2 separate regions of the Sus scrofa genome follow, and region 2 is linked to region 1. Evidence: chromatin contacts called from public Hi-C data. All regions are on one chromosome and are shown on one strand. Each heading gives the region's core, a stretch centred on a gene start, on an enhancer-like site or on the middle of the called end of the contact. The rest is flanking DNA. Distances are from core to core; before and after follow the strand shown. Region 1 overlaps HMCN1 (hemicentin-1). Region 2 has its middle 99 kb from the start of PRG4.

What was found. A called contact is a pair of places that touch in the nucleus more often than the background predicts.
Region 2: a contact with region 1 is called in a Hi-C map of embryonic fibroblasts, with 2.6 times the contacts expected there. The contact joins two enhancer-like sites. A contact is called at or near these places in 8 of 47 Hi-C or Micro-C datasets (embryonic fibroblasts, epiblast stem cells, fetal heart ventricle and 4 more).

The regions. Positions count from the first base shown.
Region 1 is chr9:126,920,926-126,923,585 of Sscrofa11.1, forward strand. All of the region lies in intron 1 of HMCN1 (hemicentin-1), which reads left to right. Among named protein-coding and RNA genes, the nearest start is that of HMCN1, 72 kb to the left of the region's middle. Within about 2 kb of position 1,321, at least 3 of the 83 cell types and tissues checked have an H3K27ac peak or open chromatin away from gene starts, as enhancers often do. A contact at or near this core is called in embryonic fibroblasts, where this site is marked.
Region 2 is chr9:127,363,718-127,366,377 of Sscrofa11.1, forward strand. No RefSeq gene overlaps it. Among named protein-coding and RNA genes, the nearest start is that of PRG4, 99 kb to the right of the region's middle. Within about 2 kb of position 1,309, at least 3 of the 83 cell types and tissues checked have an H3K27ac peak or open chromatin away from gene starts, as enhancers often do. A contact at or near this core is called in embryonic fibroblasts, where this site is marked.

The sequences.
Region 1 (2,660 bases), core at 71-2,570:
ATAGAATTGTAAGTGTTTATAGTCATTTAGGATTCTTAAAAATGGATACCACGTTTTATCATCATACTGCTCAGAACTCTGCTTATACATGAAGATACTCCTGGAAGCTAAGTGAATGAAAGAATGTGTTTATTCTGAATAGGAATTTTCAGACCTCTCCTTTCAATATGTGGATTACTTGTTGTGGAGGTAATTTTGGTATAGTGTTAAAAGTATCAAGCCAAGCAGTTGAGATCTGCAACCTATGGAAAAAATGGACTTATCTTAGTGTGATCATAATAAGTTAGTGGCAGTGTTATGTGAGTATTTATTTTCCTCTGACTTTGAAAATGCACATAAACGCTAACCCATGAAGGTTAGTGTAACTGGCAGTAGGGCCATTAGGCTTTACCAGTCTGGTTGTCTGGGAAAACAACAATTCGATTTTGAGGCCACTGCTATTTCACCCCTGTCACTTCTCACAAGTTGGCCACCCAAGATTTGCAGATATCTGGAATTCCTTGCTAAAATATTTACTATTTTATATCGTTGGATGCCATTTTTACTTGGTATAATTCCGAATGCTACAATGTACTCTATAAATTGGTGATAGCGCTATTTTTAAGCAATAATTGTGCCCATGAGACCGTGTAAGAGACGTACACTGGGGTCAGAATCCAAGCAAGAATTCGGACTAAGTTTGACATAAGGAAAAATTGAGACCAGTAGAATGCAGAGTCTTTTTCCTTAACCAGAAAATTTCCATTTTGTTTCCCTTTTGGGGAAGGCCATCTGGCATGGTCATAGGTGTGTCACTATCTGGTCAAACTGGAAGGTTAAGAGAGACCCAAAAGAAAAACATAATATAGACAGTTATTAAAGCAAATCCATCAATCCATGTGCTAAGCTGACTTTGCAAAATGGTCAGTGATATCTCCTTCTATCACTTTAGAGTCTGAAAGCAGTTATTGTCTATTGATGGGTGCTTGTAATATTTTAAATGGACAGGAGGTTCCCAGAATTTTATTACCATAGCTTGATCACAGCTTTCAAATCTCTTAAACAGTGCTTATCCCATTGTGACCTGCCAATGTACATTTCATTTATTGGTTATAGGAAAAGAGATGAAAACTATTTATCTCCACGATGTCTATAGCAGAATAAGGTTTAGCTAATGAACGATGACGTTTGTATGATAATGTCAGCTGTATCTGATTAAGAATAAAGGCAAATTGGAACATAACATGGAAAACCTCATGGTCAGTATTGGGTAACATTCTAGGAGCAGGAGTGACTCAGTTCCTAATGGCCCAGTGTGGGGGCCGAGGCATTTAAGCACATCTTGTTTTAAGGTTTTAGGAATGTCAGATGTTGTTAGGGTAAGTGCCTGCAGTTGGATACATCCATGGGTCTAGCTGAGGGGAAGCCAGGAGACAGAAAACAGGGGAACGTGGCCGGGGCTTCACCTTTGACTGCTGTAGGGTTTGATGGCTGATTGCAGACTGTTCCTAATGCAGCCACCTGGACCTCTTCCTAGTCTACTGCTCAGATCTCCCTCTACCCACCAGTGGAAGCTCCATAAGGGCAGGGGTGGTAGGTTGTTTCTTCTTTTCTCCCCACCTATGTAGTTTTGATATCTAGAACAGTGCCTGGTGCATAGGAGGAGCTCAGTAAATATTCATGAGTCGATTGGAAAAAATTGGCTGGCTCTCTCTGCAAGGTGACTTTGGAGGCGTGACAGGAGAAACAAAGATGAATGAAAACGTCTTCTTTCCTCGGCGAATGAGGTTGCTTTGGCTCACAGTCAGGAGTGGAGCTGTAGGGCTCCGCTGGAGTAAGGGACACTCAGCTCAGCCCTCAAGGATGGGTTGGCAGCAGTGGAACAGGTCCGCTGGAGTAAGGGACACTCAGCTCAGCCCTCAAGGATGGGTTGGCAGCAGTGGAATGGGTGCACCCAGGCTGATGGGACAGTTGGAGCAAAGACAGGGGTGGAAACATCAGAGCCAGGATTGCAGAGCAGTAAGCAGAGAGGTTGGGCCCAGGGAAGGCTGTGTAAGAGGACAAGGTACGAGAAAAAGCTGAAGTGGGGGAGGAATGCTTTGGGGCAAAGTCATGATAAATCTTCATGTCTTAGGCTGAAAATTTTACTTAGGATTAGAGGTCTGTGCATACCTCAGGTCAATTCTCAAATCCTGAAGGTCACTAGCCACAGCTTATACCTCATAGGGGCAAATTACACAGCTTCAAAAAATATTGGTTAGATCACTTCAGATTTAAACTCACTAAAGCCTTATATATCTAATGTATTTATTGTAACCTTTCATTGGTCTGTCTATATCCAGATTTTGAAATGTAGGAAAGGAAGATGGAGAAAAGCCTAAAAATCTACATCATCTGTGTGGATCACAAAAAGCTGCTTTGGCTCATAGAAGCTCGGGAGTTGGAAGGTGGTGGAACCAAGCTTAAATGCTTTTAGTCCCTTGCAGCTACTTTTTTCTCTCTCGAAGATCAGTAGTTTTACTCATGTGGTTTTCCTTGGTCTTCCCTCTCCCAACGGTCCATCTCCTCCACTGGGCTAAACCCAACTCTTTCGTCCAAACTCAGATCATTTGTTACTTCTGTGTTTCTCCCAAAACGTTCCTTCAACTTCCCCACCTCTGTGAGGCAGAATGGACCCCCAT
Region 2 (2,660 bases), core at 59-2,558, 440 kb after region 1:
TGAGGCAAAGGTCTAAAGTCATCTTGTTGCCTAAGGATATCCAGTTGTCCCAGCACCATTTTTGAGTAAGCTAACCTTTCTCCATGAGTTGCCTTGGCATCACTGACCAAAAATTTATTACTGTGACTTTATAGTACATTTTATAATCAGGAAGTGCAAATCCTCTATTTTTTTCTTCCTTTTCAAGAATATTTTGGCTATACTGGATTCCTTGCATTTCCGCATAAATTTTAGGATCAGCTTGTCAATTTCTACAAAAGAGCCTGTGAGATTTTGATGGAGATTATACTGAAGCTATAAATCATCTGGAGGGATTTAAACTATTCCTGAATCATAGAAAAATTGAAAACACAGATTCTGGAGACCGATGAACTGAATTCACATCCAGCTCCATTTTCCACAGTATAATATTTGACAAGTTTATGTCTCTAAACCTCAATTTACTCATCTTGAAAATGGAGGTATTAATAATACCTACTTCTACTTACTAAGACTGAAAAGATACATTTCCCATTAAGCCCATAGCACATTGCTTTTTGTTAGCTGTTATCATCATATTGACCTTTATTATTCTGTACCAGGAGGTATGTAGGTAATTAAAGACAAAGAGAGTTACAAGTTGAAGAATTTTTTCTGAAAAAATCAGGTTGCCCAGGATCTGCTTTTTTGTTGCTTCGAATGGGTGGAGGTTAAGAAGGTAGCAGGGGCATTGATGGAGGACACGGAAGATGAATCCTAGTAGGAAGACTTGTGAAAAAGAAAAAAAGATTGATTCCACCAGCTGCCTTTAAAAAGGGAAAAGACTGCCCATGATTTTGCATTCATTCAACCAATAGGCAAAGTCCCTACTCACTATTCTCAAGGAAAAATTGGTCAGGAACAACATTAATGGATTGTATCTCCCTCTCTCATTGAGACTTGTCTCTTCAAGACCTATGACCATTTTTACCTGATCTCAGAGTAATAATATGCCTAGAGAACGATGTGTGTGTTCGGGGAAGGGTGTGTTACTTGACTCAAGCCCAAGGAGAAGCCCTGCGTTGTAGCTACCCTAAGAAAGTTCCTAGGGATAATAATGGACTTTGATCCATTTTCTGGTGCTGGTGCTCGTGCTGGGAGGCTGCCCTTGTGCCCTGAGCCACCTCGTTCCCATCCTGTGGGTTTCCAGGTTCCCAGAGTGCCTCATCTTCAAGCCTGTAATCCGCTGTCCCAATATTTCCAGTTTCTCCACCTCTAAGTCAGACGGCAGGATGGAGCTCATCATGTCTTGGCCCAGGCTCCCCAGTAAAGCGGTTCCATGTGTGGAGACAATGCCTGACATGTCCCGTTGGCCACGGGTGGTTCCAACTCTGCAGGGACACTAAAAGAATGTATCAACAGACTGGCCCAGGTATCTAAAACACATTTTCAAAATGTCAAGTGACCCTTGATGACCAGTTGGCTGATTAACTGCAGCATCCCAGGGGTCCTTGGTGGGGAGACGCTAAAGCCAAGTTTTCAATGTGTAATCACCTCTCCACTGAGTCAGAAAGCTCACTGCCAAGCTGGAGCAGCGGTAGAACATGTAACTGGTCGGAATGATTGTAGTTTCCCAATCACCGTCTTCTGCCAAGATTCTGTTTCAAATTCTCTATTCTCAGAGGAACAGCCTGGGAACTTGGAAGTTCTTCATAGAAGTTTCTGGATGGGCTCCTCCCTCCTCGTTTCTACCACCTCAACCCTCACGCTGGCCATGAGACCGCTTGGTTGCATCAACCCTCATGCTGGCCATGAGACCGCTTGGTTGCATCAACCCTCATGCTGGCCATGAGACCGCTTGGTTGCATCAGCTTGCTTCCATCTTTGCCGGTTCCCCCCCGTTTCACATCAGTATGCACTCAGTAGCAGAATCATCTTCTCCTAGGTTATGTCTCTCTCCTTGAAACCTGTAGTAATACCTGCTAATGATGTAGAGTAGGCATGAAGTCAGCAATCATGATCCTCAACCACTTGCCACCGAATCACAGTCAGTTTACACGGAGAGATACACAAAGTCGAGTCAACACAATAGGCTCCTCTTGAACGAGAACACCTGCTTCTACTCTGTGTCGAGCCAAGGACCTCACCAAAATCAGACTAAGGAATATTTTTGGCTTCTTTTCCCCAGGCCTTTCTGGGGAAGGTGTGTCTCCGATAGTTGCATGGGAGATGGACTGTAGAATACAAGAGATTATGACTCTCAAGAGAGAGAACTCAGATAAAGAACACACCTGATAAAAGCCCAAACTTTTATCCCTCCTGTTCCTTCCATTGAATGCGCCACTCCTTAGCACCAGCGTGGAGGCTCCAAGTAATCCCTGACAATGTGGCTGCTGTTTGTCATCAGACAAAAGAATCATCTTTGCAGTCAAGAACTTCCAGGAGTTCCCGTCGTGGCGCAGTGGTTAACGAATCCGACTAGGAACCATGAGGTTGCGGGTTCGGTCCCTGCCCTTGCTCAGTGGGTTAACGATCCGGTGTTGCCGTGAGCTGTGGTGTAGGTTGCAGATGCGGCTCGGATCCCGCGTTGCTGTGGCTCTGGCGTAGGCCGGTGGCTGCAGCTCCGATTCAACCCCTAGCCTGGGAACCTCCATATGCCGCGGGAGCGGCCCAAGAAATAGCAACAACAACAACAACAACAA